2 separate regions of the Danio rerio genome follow, and region 2 is linked to region 1. The links are chromatin contacts, called in public Hi-C maps. All regions are on one chromosome and are shown on one strand. Each heading gives the region's core, a stretch centred on a gene start, on an enhancer-like site or on the middle of the called end of the contact. The rest is flanking DNA. Distances are from core to core; before and after follow the strand shown.

What was found. Hi-C and Micro-C count contacts between places; a contact is called where the count stands out from the background.
Region 2: a contact with region 1 is called in a Hi-C map of hematopoietic stem cells, with 4 times the contacts expected there. The contact joins the promoter of naa80 here to the promoter of fsbp in region 1. A contact is called at or near these places in 3 of 18 Hi-C or Micro-C datasets (caudal fin, hematopoietic stem cells and skeletal muscle).

What each region holds. Positions count from the first base shown.
Region 1 is chr8:28,126,120-28,131,605 of GRCz12tu, forward strand. fsbp (fibrinogen silencer binding protein) reads right to left here and starts at 3,149. Exons shown (of 5, transcript XM_017357477.4): 1 at 3,074-3,149. wdr6 (WD repeat domain 6) reads left to right here and starts at 3,422. Exons shown (of 7, transcript NM_001113654.1): 1 at 3,422-3,525; 2 at 5,359-5,485. The coding sequence starts at 5,389.
Region 2 is chr8:28,269,579-28,275,064 of GRCz12tu, forward strand. It overlaps naa80 (N-alpha-acetyltransferase 80, NatH catalytic subunit), which reads left to right and starts at 3,186. Exons shown (of 2, transcript XM_073910438.1): 1 at 3,186-3,422. The coding sequence starts at 3,370. hyal3 (hyaluronidase 3) reads left to right here and starts at 3,372. Exons shown (of 4, transcript NM_001128293.1): 1 at 3,372-3,422.

The sequences.
Region 1 (5,486 bases), core at 1,899-4,398:
TTATGAGCTTTTTTTTTTTTTTTTTTTTGTACACATAGACATGCAGAGTTTAATGTGTACACCAGCCCTCCAGGAACAAGTTTGATGACCCCTGACCTAGATTATGCATTTAACTGAGCAAAAACAAAGCGTAGAAATTTGAATGCTTATTATTGAATTATGTGGAGGAAGCAGGATTTTGGACTCTTATATTGAATGACAAAATAACTTTATAAAGTTCATACCAGGCCTACCTTGTTTACAGAAGTGTCTACATGTAAAATGTATTCATTGTGACATTTGACACTAAACATTTGTTGAGATGACAATTTTTATGAAGGATGATGTACATCCATCTCTGGTGATTACATAAATTAATGCCAGTATATTACGATATCTTTTACAAAAAAAATTGATCTGATATTTGATATTTGCATAATACTGAATCTGACCCAAACAGACCCATTTCTATAGCAACAAATAATTAAATAAACATGTAAGAAAAAACAAACACTTGAACATACATCTGCATGATGACAACCATCTTTTTGAAAAATTGAATATTTTGTGCACATTCTATTAGTTTATATGGATTTATGACCTATACTGCAGCCATCCACCAGGGGGGCACTCAAACAGTTTTGGCTTCAGTTTTTACGCATGTATGGTGCACTTGGTTGACAGTTACACTGTGCATTCTGACACAATCAAATTTCACATGTTTTGTGTCAACACTTGCCACTGTAGACTCTTTTCACATTTACGGGTTTCTCAGTAGAGGAAGTCATCATAGTTGGGAAAACTTAGCGCCCAGTAAATGGGAAAGTACAACAAAAAATTTTTTACATACCTATTTAAAGACGTTCAAAAAGAGGAAAAGAATTGGCAGCCAGAGGAGAGAATAAAATAAATTTACTTTCCTGTCCCATAGACACTGCATTAAAAGAGCAGTTACCACAAGCGGTAATTCGTTTTTTGGAATTTGAAGCAAAGATGATATACTACAGACATAAATACACATTAATGTTCATATGTTTTTTTTTTTAAATCAAAATTTTTAAAACTTTCAAGGATTTAAGATGCTGATGACCGTTAAACGCATCATAACAGGCGTGTGAAAGGGATCCATAGCATTCTTTTTTCCACGCTATAAGTTACAGTTATGTTTGAGATTGCATTTGGATTATTGGTCATTTATAAAATGCAAGTCAATGGCTACCAGAACTTTGGGACTCAAACAAAGAAATATATATAAATATATATATATATATATATATATATATATATATATATATATATATAGGCAAAACTAAACTAATGAGTTGTTCCTGTACATACACTGAAGTCTTATGAAGAAAATCGATCCGTCTGTCCACGAAATATTATTTACAGATATGTGACAAGATTTGTAAACACATTCAGGACCATTTGGTGAGCCTGTGGAATAATGTTGTAAAAAAATAAATAGTTGAACTGTAATGAATTATTTACACAGACTGAATTAAATAAGTCACTACTAGGTATGGGCTGGTATAAGATTCTGACGGTATGATAACCTTGGATAAAAATATCCCAGTTTCTTGGTATTGTGATTACCGCTCTAAAATGAGTTGTTTATGTTTTTTTAAATGTCTGGGTAAACAAACAACTTTCCCCCCCTTTGAACACAACACATTTTATTTTAAGAAACATTTTCAATATTTTGAAACAGTAAACATGTCAGGCGACATAATAAAAATCTTCATTAGTTTCAAAAACAGATTTCTTTGCAACTTTAAAAGGCATCTTTTGATATCTAACTATCTAAAAAAAAATTTACATACCTATTTAAAGACGTTCAAAAAGAGGAAAAGAATTGGCAGCCAGAGGAGAGAATAAAGTAAAATTGAATTTCCTGTCCCATAGACACTGCATTAAAAGAGCGGTTACCACAAGCGGTAATTCTTTTTTTGGAATTTGAAGCAAAGATGATATACTTTTCTTTGGATTTAAAGTAAGTCTCTGCACTTTTCAGGTCTAAAGCATGTTTGGATGTTATAGTTTATAATTTGTTTCTCAAATATTTCCTGAATTGCAGGCTGACCAGTAGCTTTTGATGTGGAGGGTTAATTTCTTCTGGAGATACTGCTGCCCAAAAACTAAATTAGTCATAAAAAACATTTTAAAAACTACAAATACCTTAGGAACAGTATAAAAGAAAATGTTAGCCAGTTATCATCCTGTGCCTAGTCACTATACAATTGGATGGCCTTGGACAGATGTGTCCAAACTCGGTCCTGAAGGGCCGGTGTCTTGACTTTAGCTTCAACTTGCTTTAACACACCTGCTTGATTGGCTGGTCCAGGTGTGTTTGATTAGGGTTGGAGCTAAACTCTGCAAAACACCGGCCCTCCAGCACAGAGTTTGGATGGCCCTGGCGTATTTCCAGTAAATTTTCTTTTTTTTAAATATCCCTTTGAGACTTTTTAATTTTATTTCTACATACATTGTAAATGTTTACATTAATTTTAAGTTTGTTAAATAAATTGTCATAAAGGTAATTTTTGCAATTAACATAATAGATATTTACAAGACTACTCTTGGCTGACAATTCTTTGTATTTTTGCACTAAACTCTGCGCTGCTACTAATGTTTGTACAAAATATTCTAGTGGCTGCTTTAACACAAGTTTTTTTTTTTTTAGGCCAAATGCTTGCTCGGCTCGCTGCGATTCGGTTCGGAATCGTTCGGTTTTGTGTACCAGCTCAACTGATTCATTAATGGTCAGACTCAAAAGAACAATTCGCTCAGAGTGAATCGCATCGTTATTAAAGAATGAACAAAGAAAAAAAAATCAAGCAATTAAATGCATGTCTCGCCAAGTCCTACAGGTGCAGGTGCAGCATTTTCATTGTTACGGTACTAATTGTTATAACTGTATTTGTCCGCCGGTCATGCTAGCCATAGCGCTAAACCCGAGCATCGCACTAGAAGTGAACCCGAGCTGCGGTTTAAGACTATCCCGAGACCACTCTCCTTAATTAAGCTATTGTGCATTTACACACACACAGCGTATGACAACTGTTATTATATTATCCACATTGACACTACTTACATGCAATCATCAGGCTGTCGATTTTATCCCGAAAATATTACACTTTGTCCCCACCCCCTGGGTTTAAGCGGTCCATAAGAAATTTAAATAACAGACCGGAGACACATGCGCAAAATGACGCTCAGGGCGTAAAAAAAGGCAATTCACTGGTTTGTGCATTTCGTATGATTTGTATACCATTCTCATGAGATCTGCTCAATACATATGGTTTGTGCATCTGGCAAATTGCACAAATCTACGCGTTTTCACAGTGGAAAGCGCAGGACTGGTTTCAGCCAATCGGTTGTCAGTGTGGTTCGGTGTGTGTAGTATTGAACAGCGCGATTGGACGGTACTCGGTGTCAACGAGGAAGTGAAAACACATGCATACAGTACGAAACATGCTTGATGCAGTATAAACGACCTTGTTTTTATTGTCTTTAAAATAAAGGCACGATCTCTACAGGAGACAGGTTTGTGAAATTTAAGCTAATTGAATTTTGGTTGCTACAACTGTACGAGAAACGTGTAAAATCACTGCTGGAAGATCCACTTTATGGTAAATATGTCTTGCTGATAAGTTACTGACGTTCATTATTGTAAAAAGTAAACCGATAATCGTTTATAAAAGCACATTTTATTGCAACTGCCTTTTGGAAAATCATGTATCTCAAATTGAATTTAATCCTACTGCAGTTAACAGTCATTGCACACCAGCTGGCTAAAGACCCTTTATCATTTGTTTCTAACTTTAGACAGTGATGGTTTACGTTATTTTCAAAGTACAGATATACGTGTAATATAAAGGAAACTGGAATTAATTGTAAATGGGTGATGTTAGTCTGGGCTTAATTATTCAGTTAAGAAAGTTTGTTTACTTGACATATCTTAATAATCCACATCATGTGTCAATAATCTAGAATAATTAAAGTAAAGATAATGAAATACATTTTTAAAGTAAGGGTGTTGTGGTTTTATTTCAATTACTGTAAAATAAAATTAATATCCAACATAATATTTGCATTAGGATGCACAATACTCAATTTTGTTTTGCAATTATGATAAATTAATTTAAAATGTAGTTATCAATTTTTGACATGTTTTCATTCATTAATTTATTTTTTTTTTACCTAATCTGATTTATAAAGGCCTTCATAAAGAGCTAAAATATTCCTGAAACAACAAATAATAATCACACTTTTGTTAATTGTGATAAAAAATGACCGAAGTGAAAATTAATGGGAAACGACTTCAAGCAGAAATATTTGCCTCAACACTCAAACAAAATCATACAGAAAGATAGCTTTCTGACATATTAACCTCAAACTTAATTTTTTTTTCATATAATAAATTATATATACACTACTTGCAGTTTAAAATTAAAAAGACTAATTGGAAAATATGCAATTTATATCAGATATGAAACTTTTAATTTTTGTTTTTCAGTATTAAAAACAAATTTTGCCAAGTATCCCCAAATTATTTTATATCAGGGGTGTCCCAACCTTTTCTTATGAAGGGCCAAAAACTAAACTTGATTGAGAGTGGTGGGCCAGAGGTAAATATACCAAACCATGAAGTTGTCAATGTTATTTTCTAATTTATTATTATATTATATAAATTAATTAATTCCATAATTTATTGCATTTAAAATATTTTTATTGCATTAACAATTATAAACTTTTGTACATTTTATAATGAACATCTTACAATAAAAAACATAAACAATCCCATTTATAACACAAAAATCATTTTGCCTTAATTGGCTTGCTGATGTCTTCTGCAATGTCCGCTATCCATCAAATTACTTTAAATATTTTTTAATTAATTAAAATTAATTCTGATTCATAGCTTTCATTCATAGCTTTTCATAGCTTTATGTGAAACGTTTAATTTCAGTCTGCCTTTTTTTTACCTCGACAGTTACAAAAACAAAAGTTATGTAAAAATAAAATTGGCATTCTCCCCAAAATTCCCCATCGTTTTACCTCTCCTCTTAGATGGGATGGAGGGCCAAATCAAAGGTTACCGTGGGCCAACTTTTGTCCAAGTTTGGACAGCTCTGTTTTATATTATTCCAAATTATTTAAACAAATTTAGTAGCTTTGGTAACTGCCATGTGACCAGCAGCTCTAGTAGGTTAATTATTATTATATCATAACATCGATTTGATCGTGTAATAAATGCCATAGCAAGCATTTTGCATTTGTTCAGGTTCTGCCTTTTGAAAATGACATTTCAGGAGATCAGTCAGTAATGAATAATGCTGTAATGTTTGTGTGTGTGTGTGTGTGTGTGTGCCCCAGAAGTCTACAGCCTGCTGTGCAGACTGTGAAATGGCATCTCCTGTAGAGTCTGCTGTGGTGAAGAGTGCTGTGCTTGTTGCTCCCATCACTGCACTGGAATTCCTAGGGGAGGATTTTCTTTTGACAGG
Region 2 (5,486 bases), core at 1,936-4,435, 140 kb after region 1:
TTCTTCAACACACCTGCCAGCAAGTTTCTAGTATATCTAGTAAGAACTTGATTAGCTGGTTCAGGTGTGTTTAATTAGGGTTGTCGCTAAACACTCAAAGACACCAGCCCTCCAGGACTGAGTTCGGATGGACTTTGGGTACGATATTGTATTAAACATACTTTATTGATATTAAAGTGTTAGTTCAGCCAATTGACCCTGATGTTATTCCAAACACCCCAGACCTTTATTGATTTTCGGGATACAAATTTATATTTTTGTTATCGCTTGCACTGAGGAAAAGAAATGTTGAATGAAGTTATTTTTGTTTTATGTGGACACAAGTGTTCTCATAGCATGATAATATTTTGATTGAACCACTAAAGGCATGTGGTCCATTTTGAGGATGTTTTTTATGCCATTCTAGACTTTGAATGATTGTGAACCCTGCTCTTTATGGAGGATGAGGGAGTTCTCAGATTTCACCTAAAATATCTTCATTTGTGTTCTGAAGATGAAGCTCTCAGGGTTTGGAATGACATGAGGGTGAGTAATTAATAACTTTTAGGTGAACTAAAACTTTGATCCCATTTGAATTCTATCTGTATTTTCTATTCATGAATTTATTTAGAAAATGACTAACTAAATTAGCCCTGTGATTATTGTTTGAGCTATTAGGGTACATTAGTAGCCATCCACTTTTTAGGCAAAATAAAAACAGCTTTGTTAAGGGTTTATTAAATGTGAAATAAATCAACCAGCTGTGGGGTAAATCAAAGGATTGCAAACTTTGGTTTGAAGCAAAGAAATATCTGAAAATCAGGCAAAAAGGAAAAGGTACAAGACTGTACTTGTTGCTTCAGTGAGGGAAGCAATGGAGATAAACAAAAGCATTCATTTACAGATGTCAGCTTTTTAATATTCATTTAAACAAGCATTGAGCTCATAACAGGTCCGTCTTCAATTATTGTCCAAAAAAACTAAATTCCTTTGGAGAAAATGAGTGGAGTTTTACTTACCCAAGTCCAACTTTTTATCTTGGAAGCAAAACAGACTCAAATACAGTTCTGAGGAACATCTGTGAAGACCTATCCTTATGGCGCCATTGACCCACACTGAGAAGTGTTGGATAAATCAAAAATTCATTCATTCATTCATTCATTTTCTTCTCGGCTTTGTCCCTTTATTAATCTGGGGTTTCCACAGTGGAATGAACCGCCAACTTATACAGCATATGTTTTACGCAGCGGACGCCCTTCCAGCTGCAACCCATCACTGGGAAACATCTGCACACACTCATTTACATACATACATTACGGAAAATTTTTGCATACCCCAATTCACCTACCACGTCTTTGGACTGTGCACCCAGAGGAAACCCCTGCAAACACAGGGAGAGCATGCAAACTCCACACAGAAATGCCAACTGACCCAGCCAAGGCTCGAACCAACGACCATCTTGCTGTGAGGCGATTGTGCTACACACTGCGCCACAATGATGCCCAAACAAGTAGAATACTTTAACAAATTTAATCTTTTTATACAACGTACTTATTTTGTAAATACATGTTTTACTTTATACTTATGATTGATTAAATACCTGGGTGTAATTATATCTAATTAATTTCTGAAATTACACACTTCACTATCTTTATCCTTACACCTTAACTTTTTCCTTCTTGTTCAAACTACTTGTTTAAAATGAGTTGAAACAACATAATTAAGTTTTTTTTTTTGGGACAACTGATATTTTTATGTTCAGTCAACTTAAATTTATGAAGATGGTTAATTTAACTTAATTTGTGTTGGGACAACATGAAGGAATTGTGTCGAAGCCTGCATTTTATACAGTACACCCTTAAACTTTACCCATAGCAATAAACCTGTCCCTAACCCCTACCCTTATCCAACCTCAGAAGCACCAGAACATACATTATGAACAGTTAGTTCATATTCATTTATTTTTGATTCAACTACATAGTAGTTAAAGCCACCTTAAATAAAGTGGGACCAAGGAACTATACCTTTACTGATCATTTGTTCTGCCCAACCGTTATCTCAGAATAAAACATTAAATTGTTTTGCAGTGTTTGGTAGAATTTTTCTAAGGGGTTGTATTGAGCCACAGAGACATTTCTGAGTTGTCTTCTCACTCGGAGTAAAAACAAATAGTTTGCTTCTTGCTTTGTCACTGTGTTAGGTCCATTTCAAACTCATACAAAGAAATTAATACTTAAAGTCGAGGCCTGCCTGTAGTAAAATATTAATTTTAATAAAATAATATTTTATAATACACGTATGGATTATTGTAACTACATTAAGTGTTATAAAGAATATAAGTATACTTATTGTACACTGTACTTAGATCGTGTGAAACTCTCGGGATATCCAGTAGGTGGCAGTAAGTAAACTAAGGCGCTGTCTGATCTACTCCACCAGAAGAAGAGGGAGATTCAAAACAGCTGCTGCTGTGCCAGCTATAAAGTTTCCAGCATGTAGGTATCACATAGATTCAAACTAAACCCAAAATACACAGCATGTGTCAACAGCCAACGAGAATCATGAGTGTTTGTTGATTTATCTCTCCGCATCAGACTTGTTTTGAAGTCGAATGTCGCGTTGTGGTCTTGTGTGCTGAGGCATGTAGTTCATAACGTTTTCAAGAGACTGTCTTTTAGAAAGTTACGTTATAAACATAATACGACAGATTACAATGTCTTTTCAATTGTAAAAAAAATGTGGAATCAACCTCTCTTTAGCTCCCGTTTAACCTTAAATAAATTAATCGCGGATTCGCGGTTTATTATAGTAAACTGTAACTATAGTAAATGTTTTGTCGTCACATCGATTACCAGTAACGTTAGTATAGCCATAAATTTACTTGGACATACAATAGATAAACTATAGTTAAAGTAGTAAAACCATGGTTTATTTGTGGTTAACTTTGGTGTAACTTAAAAAAACAAACAAGTTTTTGATGCTGTTTTTGTAAGGGGATTGTCAGAATTATGTTTGTGATTTGCTTCAGAAAATGTATTTTTGTCCTGCAGTCTGAATGAAACAAACTCAATGCAACACAAGCTCCAAACTTAACCCCCAGATTTAAAATCTTTAACTATTATTTTAGTTATTTTATATTAGGTCCTGCAAATATTGATAGCACGGAGCCCACATACTTCCTATCAGCATTTCACACTTGTCTCAGTAAAGTCAAAAAGCTGTTAATAGTCATTTCCTTCTACTACTGATCTAGAATCAGTCTTCTCCACATCAAAATGTCTGTAACGACTACAAGATAACTGGCTAAGCTAATCCCAGACCAGTGCTACCCGGTACAGAGAAAGAGATCATTTACATGTCTTGCATTTCCTTATTTTAAGCCTCAGTTGCATGAGAAAGAGTTTTGAAACATTAACTGGCCGTTTTGTCTCTAAGCTCTGCAGGTGAGATCGATTATTTTGATTCATTTTTTAGATATTTTTATTATTTTTGTTTATTGTGATTTAGTAAGATTTGCATTTTTTGTTTTTCTTTGTTTTTAATTTAATAGTAAAATAAAAATTGCTGTATGTCGCTATGCTGTCTCCGTTAACATTGTTTAGTGTAATGTTAGTTTTATTTTTTTGCCATCAAAAGTATGATTAATTCCCTCAAAAAAGAAACTTCTGTCATCTAATTAACTTTGTGTCATACCAAGCCTGTAGCTTTATCACATGGAACATGAAAGAAGAAGTTTTGAAGAATGGTCTAAAGTACTTTTTGTTTTCTTTCATTTTTTTTTCTTTTTCTTTAAATTTTTTTTCTTCTTTAGTCCATATAGTGAAAGCCAGCGGGCTTTAACATTATTCGAAATATCTTCTACATTCCATGAAAGAAAGAAAGAAAGAAAATCACACAGGATGAGTTCAAATAATTATTGACAGAATCTTCTTATTTAGGTGAACTTTAATGTCATTTTTTGAATGTTTAATGTATGAAATGTTATTCAAATGTCACAACGTTTTGTACCAAATTTAGTGAGTTTGGTGTTTTCTGACCTGTGAAATGACACAGCCCAGAGACTAAAGAAAAGCATGTCTAAACTAAACATGAATGTTAAAGCTATATATTTTTGTATATGTAAGTTTAGATGTCTGTCTTTATTCAAACGGTTCACATTAGCATGACTTCTATGTGGTGTAACACAGGAATCACACATCCAGCCCACAGCTTCCTGACTTCCTTTGATGTTTTTTTTTGTACATGTGCAGATATATATTTTTAATATGTGCTATGTATGAGAAACTCCTATTGAATGTGTTTGTTGCTCGAACGCTGTGAATTAAAATGTGCATCTGGCTTTTTATTAATTAAGCTACTGGCTGTGAAAGTGACTTTAGACATGATGGTGAGGAAAACTGGGTGTTAAAAACAACTGACAGCTGTTGCAGCAAGTTAGAGAAATAACTGCATTTGTTTGTGAAATCAAGAGGATTAGTCCAACACTGTTGAGCACACTGCATGTCGCTTAACAGAAAAATGTTCATGTTCTGTGTAAAATAAGGAAACATCTGTCATTTACTCACATGATTGGGCTTAAATATATATATATATATATATATATATATATATATATATATATATATATATATATATATATATATATATATATATATATATATACACATACATATTATATATATATATTTTTTTCAATGTATTAAGTTAATAATTTTATAACTCACACCTGCTTAATTTATAAGTCAATGTTGTAAGTCATTGTGGTCCAAATCTGCAAGATTTGACTTTGTGTTCTTGTCTAAATGAAAGTTTTGTTATCATTTATACATCAAGCCAAACCCAAAAACTTTGGGACATAAATGAAACTTATTGAAGTTTACCAAATCTAATAACTTTTTAATACTTGCGATATGTATTTAATATTATAATAATATTATATACAGAAAAAATGGGTGTAAATAATGAACAATCCTCTAACTATTAACTGTGATTACACTGCATGTGGATATTTAACAGCAACTGTGCCTTTTAAAATAAACATTACAATGCGGTGTTTGTGCAGAACTGTTTTTGGTTTTCCAAACAACCTTTTTTAAAAATGTGAAGAACATTTTAAAGAAACTTTTTTTTCTACTGTACAAAACCATATAGTTTATGGGAAGTTTCAATATATGGTAAAGGAATAGTTTACACAAAACTGATTTCCATCAAAAATCCTGTCATCATTTACTCACTCTTTACTTGCTCCAAACCTGACTTTCTTTAATCTGTTGAACAACAAAAAGAAGAAATTTTAAGAACCTGTAACCATTGACTTCCAAAGTGTTTGTTTTTTGTAGCACCGTGGAAGTCAGGTTATTAGCTTTCTTCAAAATGTCTTTAGTGTACAGCAGAATAAAGCCACTCATGAACATTTGTAACCACTTGAGGGTGAAAAAACAGTGAGTCATTTTTGGTTGAACTATCCCTTTAAATGTTCCTTATGAAACCGTCAAAGCACATAAGAA